Linked DNA regions of Sus scrofa: all the other regions are linked to region 2. A link is a contact called in public HiChIP or PLAC-seq and promoter capture Hi-C data. All regions are on one chromosome and are shown on one strand. Each heading gives the region's core, a stretch centred on a gene start, on an enhancer-like site or on the middle of the called end of the contact. The rest is flanking DNA. Distances are from core to core; before and after follow the strand shown.

Region 1 (2,700 bases), core at 38-2,537, 530 kb before region 2:
ATCAGGTAGCGAGTTGCAAGCATTCCCCATCTTTGGTACCTCCCTGGAGAGTTCTTTACATGGAGTGAAGGAGTAGCGTCCAGTTTATGAACTTGGCAAGGCTGATCATTAGCTATTACTAAACTTTTGCCTGGAGCCTGCTGTTGGTTATTTCTTGAAAAAAATGCTCTCACTGCACGTTCCAGATTAAGAAGTTAGCACATTGTTATTAGGCAGTGCGGTGTTTTCCTGTCTTCCACAAAATGAATCCTTTTCCTCAAAAGTGTGAATTCCAGGCTGCCACAGTTTAAATAATAGTACACATAGAAAAATAAACTCTTAAGTTGACAAGTTGTTAGGCTTATCTACATATGAACATTCTAAGAAGAAATGGAGACCGATTTAAAGCATACATCTGTCTTTAAAAACACAAGGTTGCTTCACTTAAGTGTCTCCAGTCAAATGCAGTTAACCAATATTCCATAGAACGGAGCATTGTCGCAGGTAAGTGCTGTCCTCTCCCCCTGGTATTTACATCATTCCTGGGCCACACTTAGGGAACAGCGTCTTTTTCTAAGGGAAAAGAAAAAGTGATATTGGAGACAAAAGTCTCGCAGTGCCCAGAGCCACCTCTGCTGCATTTCCTTCCTCTGGCTGATACCCAATCTCAGCGTGGAGCAGAGAAAAAGGCAGCACTCTCTCGTGGTATCTGTGTGGAGCCCTTCCTGGCCCTTAACTCTTGTCTTCTCCGTGGAGCTCCCAGGCTCAGCCCAGGCGGTCCTCCAACCCAGTTTGCTTCTTAGGTCTGTGCGTGCACTGCTCTCTCTTTTGCCCAGCTTCCCAGGCCCCTTGCCCCCTTCCCAGGCCCCAGGTTTGGGGAGTACCTGCACAGCCTCGTGAGGCACTCCGAATCATCTCTGCAAGAGGCTCCAATGGGCCTGAGGGAAACCGCTCTCCAAAATGGAGTCATTCTCCTCGGCCTTTTCTTGGCGGAACTCAGTTCCGGTATCGGGGAGCCGTGGACCTGAATGGCAAAGACAGATTGACCTCAGGTATGTTGGAGATGACACTGCTGTACACCTTGTAAGAACGATCACCCCCTGGATGCTGTAGACTCAGAGCAGAGGGACTCTTCCTCAGGACCGAGTCTGGCTCTCAGGTTCTGCTTACAGTTCCACCACCGCCACCATCCACCCACACCCATGTGTGTAGCCTTCTTTCCTTACCTGGACTGCCAGCAACAGGCAGATGACGAGTACTGCAAAGAGTTTAAGGTGCCACATCTTGATCGAGGGGGGGATGCTGGAGCCTGAAGAGACAGTTCCCACTTCCTTTTATAGACAAACCCGCCTCTGATGGTTGCCAGGTGAGATGGGGGCAAAGTTTATATTTGCAGTCAGGGTCGATTTAATAAGTTAATGTCTACCAGAGAGGAATGTGCCCAAGGCCTGCCCTTCAGGCACGTCGCATTTACTGATCCCTCGTGGACTTTGAGTGATCATGTTGCTGGTTTGGACCCTTCCCTCCACTACCTCCTCCCCTTTGAAAAGCCACGTGAAGCCACTGAGGGAGAGCTGGGCACCCAGCCATGATTTGATTCCAAAATAGCTCAGTGAGTTCACGCCAGTCAAAATAGAATTCTAATGAGGTCTTCAGAAAGCGTGTTGACCCCTTTCCTTGTGTAGAAAAGAAGCGCTGATCTATTTTGTTACAGGCAATTGGATAGGGCCCTTCCTTATCTCCCTTCTGTGGGAGGGTGCTTCTGCAAGCATGAGCTACAGTGCCCCAGATCCCCATTTGTATAGATGGACTGTCACTCTAATTATCTGCTCCACATCTCCCTACGAGAATGGAAAACCAGCTGCAGAAAGTTCAAAGTCTGGCCAACCTTCCATCTCCCAGGGGAAGGGCAGTCAGGACGGACTGGTGGTGGCTCAGTCATGGGTGAATTGAATGAAGGAGTATAGGTTGACTTTGCTTTTTAAAAATGTGAATGAAGAGGAGTTCCCGTCATGGCTCAGTGGTTAACAAACCCGACTGGGAACCCTGAGGTTGCGGGTTCGATCCCTGGCCTTCCTCAGTGGGTTAAGGATCCAGCGTTGCTGTGAGCTGTGGCGTAGGTCACAGATGCAGCTCAGATCCTGTGTGGCTGTGGCGTAGGCCGGAGGCTACAGCTCCGATTAGACCCCTAGCCTGGGAACCTCCGTATGCTGCGGGTGTGGCCCTAGAAAAGACAAAAAGACCAAAAAAAAAAAAAAAAAAGTGAATGAAAAGATAGCAGGGGCTCCTAACTCAGTGGAAAAACTTAGTGGTGGTGACAGATGTTGCAAACCTTGAATTACTAGCTTTGCTGCCAACAGTTAAGCCTTTTAACAGAGCACCTTCCTCCAGCAGCCTCAGGAAGCAGGCACAGGGTTGAGATCTCCCCAAAGCCTGAAACATCTGTCACCATAAGTAGGAACCCCTGCAGGTTTCTAGCCCAAGAAGGTGTCCCAAAACCTTGAATGGTTATGGGCAGTCATTAAATGACACAGGCATTTTAACAAATTTGTTGGGAAAGGTCTGAATTCTGAGTAAGGAGGTTTATAGGACTTTAGATCTTCCTATGACCTGGAAGGAAAAGCCAAGAAGACAAATGCAACAAGTTTTTCTGCCTGCTCCTCCCTGAACGATTTGCTGATAGCTCTTCCTAAAACCCTTCTCATCTTCACAGGTTGGATG
Region 2 (2,700 bases), core at 170-2,669:
TGTCTGAGTAAGATGCAAAGCTTATCTACATGCATCCATAAACCTCAGGTCATACATCCAGCTCTAATAACTGCAAGGTCACCAGGGGATAAACAAGGTCACCCAAAAGGAAAATCCAAGGAGCTGGGGAATGAGAAAGGTTTTCCCTCTGCTTCTATGAACTAAAGTTGTTATGCTTTAACTTAATCAGCCCAATGACTTTTCCTTAAAATATCCAAAACATTCCAGGTCAAGGTGTCCCCCTGAATGGATCTTTAGATGCAGGAATTCTAAAAAACTAATGATTAACTATGAACAAAAGGTAAACAGTTCCCTGGGTAAGGACCAGTCATTTTGGGGTGAAGGTGGGTGGGGAAGGAGTAACTGGAGAAAGGAGCAAGAGACAGTTTTATAGACATGCTTCCTTTAACTTTACAAGTTCAAGAAAGTAAAGGGGTGGGTATTTCCTCTCTTTCTGAGCAGATGCTAAGAGGCTGGAGGAAAAAACGGTGTCAGCTCCTTGGCCCAAGCTCTAGCTCTGGTCTTCAGCATTCCCACACCCATCTAGAGTAAGTCTTTAACTACTTAAAACCTTGGAGTATCTACCAGGAGTCGCCAGGGCCTTCTTGGCTTCCTCGTCAAGGTAGCCAACACGATGGGTGGCCAGCACGGACATCCGTGCTGCGACGGCCAAGATCTGGCTGGAAGTGACCGTGCAAAGTGCTCCCGAGTCACCTGGCTGGAGGATGCCCATCACCAGTGTGTAGTAAGTCTGTGGAGAGGGAGTGACAGCGCACACCTTGGCGGGTGGAGTGTGCGACCTTAAAGACTGCGAAGGTCCTCTCTACTCCCCGGTCCCAGGCTCCCGCACGGGGCTGGTACCCACCTCAGTCACGATGGTGGACAAGTAGATGTCCTGGCTGAACTCCCACCCATTCAGGCAGCCCTCTTGTTCCACCTGCTCTAGGTCCACGTCGCGCCCAGGCTCCAGCCCTAGAGCCGAGAAGTTGACAATCGTCTCGAGCCGGTAGCGACGGCAGCTGTGAGGCACCTCGCGGCCGTCCTGCAGCCGCAGCGGGAGACTGTGGTTGCGCCAAGCGCTGCTCAGGTTCGCGGTGTCTGGCACTCGGCAGCGGTGCTCCGGGGTCGCAGTGAGGAAAACGGCAGACAGGCCGTTGAAGCCGTTGGGGATGATGCTGGCGCTGAGCAAGAAGAAGATGAGGCGCTGGAAGGGCCCCCACTCGCCCAGGAAGGCGGTCATCTCGTCGTAGTCCCGCATGCCGCCCTCCGCTGCCCGTGGCGCGCGGCCCTGGGTCAGAAGACGCGGCGGCGCGCAGGGGCGGGGCTAGGTGTGCGCGTGCGCGTCGGGTCCCCACAGGGAAGCCTTCCTGAGGGACCGCTCGCAGACTGAGCAGGCTCTTGAGCTCCCGCCGCCACCGCGGCCTCACGGGAGAGACCGGCCTTACATAGACAGCGAGGCTGGGGCGGGCTCTGGGCCTAAGCTGCCAATCCCGCCGAGCCCAACGGCGGGGCGGGGCCACACGTGACGACGGTGGGCGGGCCCGGGCCGCCCGCCGCGCGCACAGTCTCGGGCCGAGCCGCGGTCCCGGCGTGGACGGGTCAGGGCAGACCCTAGTAGGCCCGGAGTTACAGCCGAAGGAGCTTTGGCTCCGCTGAGGGAGGCAGCAAGACCTGGGGCCTGGGAGGCGTCTGAGACCCAGCTCGTTGGCCCAGCCCGGAGCCGGGCAAGAGCCAGAGTGGGCCAGGCGGCGGAAGGCTGGAGTAGTACAAATTCCGCCCGCCCCCTACCCCTCTTAACGGAGGTCTGAAGGCGGACTGGGACTAGCCCACGGTCGCACTGCTAGTTTACTGCCTTTGACACCGCTCATCTTGGTAAGAGTGAGAAGGGTTATGTTGAAACCGGAACCGTTAATTACTCGCATGGAGAGACTGGAAGCAATGACTAACCCAAATGCCCTTTCCATTTTGGTCGCGAACAAGCCCTTTTGTTGTCCTTTAACCTGTTCAAACCAATGTAAAATTTTAACTTCAGGATTATTGACGATCCCAGCCTAGGATTAAGTGTTTCCCTTAGATTAGTTATTTCTGCACAGAGTTAAGAGTTGAAGGGTTATGGGGGGAAAAAAAGCAACTAGGTGATTCTCAAACTTCACTGTCCCATAGAATATAAAGTGTTTTAGTGGTCATATTAGTAAAGGTGCCGCGTTTAGTAAACCAAAGTATAAGACAACTAGTGAAAATTTGAATTTCTGATAAACAACGGATTATTTTATAGTGATAAAATATATGCAGGGAACATACGAAGTTCAAATGTATTGTGTAGGGCAGCCCTACATAATAAAGTCAAAAGAAATGAATGAAATTAATTTTAATATGTTAATTTATATGTTCATAACATTATTATTTCGTCATGTAATCTAGAAATTACTGAAATGTTTTATATTCTTACGTTAATAAACCATCGATCTTATATTTAGAGAATTTTCATACTAAATCTTAAGAATCCACTGTGTATTTTATAGCACATTTCAATTCAGATTAGCCATACTTTAAGAGCTTAGTGGCCACATGTAGCTTGTGAGCTCTCTTATTGGACAACACTGTTCCAAGGCCTTTAAGAATTAGGGTTGCTAAATTTAACATTGAAGGATTTTCCTTTTTATAGTAAGAGTGGCTCCTTTTTATAATAATAGTCTTCTA
Region 3 (2,700 bases), core at 96-2,595, 680 kb before region 2:
AGGAATTCAAAAAGTAGACTCTTAACTCTAACCAAGGAAAGGCCTGGGTGAGTCATGATTTTTTTAGCGCTGTGTCTATACTGGTCCCATAACTTACTATAGGTTCTAAAAGTCGAAGTGAGCCCCTGAGTCATTCATTAACAATTGCGGCCAACACCCCGGATGGAATGCATTACCCTGAGAATGGAACGCTGTTAAGGGTGGATGCATACAGAATGATAACAGAAAATGACCCAACGTGGTTCAATTTACTGAAACGACGTAAAAAATCAAAGTGAATGCAAAGATATCCAAAAGCCATCAAATTTTATTAAATCCATTTCTGCTATCTTTCCGTGCCAACCCAACCTCAAGATCTCCGGTGCTCCGGCTCCCTCTCTTCCGGGCGCCACCCCACCCCCACTCACGTGGGACTCTGGGCGCTCTTAGGGCCGGCGACCGCCAGAACTCGTTCAACTCAACTAACTTTTATTAAGCGCCTGCTGTGTGCAAAACTCCGAACTCTGCGCTGGGCTGAAGAAACGTCAGTACTCCCTGCGCCTATTATGTACTCTCTAAAAGAGGAGCTCGGTCCACCCCACATCCCAGGCCTGCCTTCCCCCCAACTTCTACTCAATACATCCGCAGGTCCAAGTATCCATTCACAGCCTTCCGCCAGCCGGCGGGCCACAGAAAAAAGGCCTCGCCCCTGCTGCAGACCCACACGGTGGTGGTCGCGGCCACCAGTGACCTAAAACCCAATGGAGGTGCCCTACCCACCACGGCCTCGGCTCGGAACGGAGATTACTGCCCGGCCCACGTTCCCCAAACCGCGAGTGGCACAGACCAGAACAAGTGCTACCTCCCCACCCCCCAGTGCACGCGACTGGCCTGGCCCACACTCACGGCGTGCAGCGGTCGCTGTACTCATTAGCGATCGTTTCGATGCCACCGGCGCGGGCTACGGCGACGTAGCAGCTCTGGAACCCAAGGTCTATGCCCACCACCGACATGGCGCCGGCTACAGCTCGGGCTCGAGCCCCGGTCCGGCCGGCAAGACAGGACACGGACCCCGGCGGGGCTGGCGCGCGGAAAGACGGCCGTGTGGGCCGGGGAACCCGGGCTAGTTGGGGAAGTGAGGGTGACCACACGAGCCCCTCGGTTCTTAGAAGGAGAGCCGCGGCGGAGGGCACTGCTCAGACCGGCTCCGGCTCAGCGGCCGCAGAAGGTGCGCCGGTAGCGGGGGCGGAGAAGATCTCGAAAGATCTCGTTGCGACGAGAGTAAAGCTGCAGCGCGAGAACTGCGACGAGATGTTCTCGCGAGACCCCGGCACAGCTGCTTTTCCTTCTGAAGCCCCGCCCCCCGGTTGCGTACATGTTTACGTCACGTCCGGACCCAAAAACCTGGGAAGGGACTAAGCCGCAGAAAAGATGGTAGAGAGGCGGGGCTGGCCAATTGAGCCTGCGCACAGAACCGGCAGCCGCGCTCCTCGCGGCGGCGCGGAACCGAGAAGCAGCTCCTCTTCCAGAAGGAAATAGGAGCGCCGGTTTGAGGCAAAATACTGAGCAAGCGCTGTTGGCCTACTTCCGCCGTTTTTCTTTATTTCAGAGAAAGTTCCGGTTGTGGCACCTCCCGCGCCCCATCTTGTATTGAGCCCGGTAAAATGGGACCGCGCACTAATCCTCAAAGTTGGGAGAGCCTGGTCATCTCGCCTTGGTGGGGTCTGGTGTGTAGAAGAAAAGATTGCTGTTGGGCCCGGGCCCTGAACAGAGGTTTAGTTCAGGTTCTGTTAAAATCAGAGACAGCGCCCTTTGCGAAGGAGGGGAGGAAGTGACTCTCAATCCCACTGCCTTGATTTTTTTTCCCTCAGTCTTGCACCGTTTTCTAAACCGGTCCTGTCCTTAGATGCAGTTGCACCTAAAGGACCTACTGCACTTTAGCCTTTCAATCCCCAACCCATTTTAAGCACCTGTCTTGAACTGGATGCAAGAAACACGCATTCATAGGTACGTTCAGACATATCGGTAGCGCCAGGATTACATGAAGCAGGCACTCTCCCCTGCAGGGGCACCTGGGTAAGCAGGGAGTTGCGGAGAGTTATGATGTGTTCCTGGTATAGAGAGGAAGCCAGCTGGCAATCAGGAAGCAACTCTACGTAATGAGCATTTCTAATAAATCGCTTGAAGAAGTCTTAGAATACCAGGAATCTGAATCTCTGTGTCTCCAGTAATTTGATATGATTTCTTGTTCTAAGTATCTATTTTATGATTTTTTAAGGGCCCCCAACATTGTGTAAGCTTCAACCCCACAAAACCTGAATCCAACCAGTAACAGGAGTAGCTAAACAAGTAAATGGGATCCCCGTACAGGGTGGCAACTGTTACAACACAGAATGCTGGACACTAGGAAAAATAAAAGGCTGCTTTCAAGTTAGAAAAAAAGTAATAGCTAGCTAGTCTGGGTTGAAAAGAACTGCAGGAAGTACTGCTACTAGGTAGGCTGAATTGAAGACCTCCATCTCAGAGCTCAATCAATTATATTGGACCACTTAATAAAGTGGATAAACAAAGACAAAAGTAAATTTTCCCAAACCTCTGCGTTTGCTGTGTCAATGAAAAATCAATTACTTGTTCTAAGAAAGAAATGGAGGAGTTCCCTGGTGGTTCAGTAGGTTGAGGATCCTGCATTGTCACTGCTATAACACATGTTGAATCCTTGGC

Evidence for each region. Promoter capture Hi-C pulls out the DNA fragments that hold promoters and counts their contacts. HiChIP or PLAC-seq counts read pairs in DNA pulled down with a chosen protein or histone mark.
Region 1: a promoter capture Hi-C map of liver shows a contact between it and region 2, with 2.5 times the contacts expected there. The contact joins the promoter of LEAP2 here to the promoter of SLC22A5 in region 2. A contact is called at or near these places in 1 of 5 promoter capture datasets (liver), 1 of 47 Hi-C or Micro-C datasets (liver) and 1 of 2 datasets of contacts at active chromatin or transcription factors (alveolar macrophages).
Region 3: a contact with region 2 is called in an H3K27ac HiChIP or PLAC-seq map of alveolar macrophages. The contact joins the promoter of HSPA4 here to the promoter of SLC22A5 in region 2. A contact is called at or near these places in 1 of 5 promoter capture datasets (fetal liver), 1 of 47 Hi-C or Micro-C datasets (mesenteric adipose tissue) and 2 of 2 datasets of contacts at active chromatin or transcription factors (alveolar macrophages and skeletal muscle).

Annotation. Positions count from the first base shown.
Region 1 is chr2:135,193,038-135,195,737 of Sscrofa11.1, reverse strand. It overlaps LEAP2 (liver enriched antimicrobial peptide 2), which reads right to left and starts at 1,287. Exons shown (of 3, transcript NM_213788.1): 1 at 1,206-1,287; 2 at 864-1,003; 3 at 270-552. The coding sequence starts at 1,262. The coding sequence ends at 516.
Region 2 is chr2:134,659,515-134,662,214 of Sscrofa11.1, reverse strand. It overlaps SLC22A5 (solute carrier family 22 member 5), which reads right to left and starts at 1,419. Exons shown (of 14, transcript XM_021085423.1): 1 at 866-1,419. The coding sequence starts at 1,258. LOC102157444 (a long non-coding RNA gene) reads left to right here and starts at 1,556. Exons shown (of 4, transcript XR_001307200.2): 1 at 1,556-1,872.
Region 3 is chr2:135,344,369-135,347,068 of Sscrofa11.1, reverse strand. HSPA4 (heat shock 70 kDa protein 4) reads right to left here and starts at 1,345. Exons shown (of 19, transcript XM_005661654.3): 1 at 886-1,345. The coding sequence starts at 992.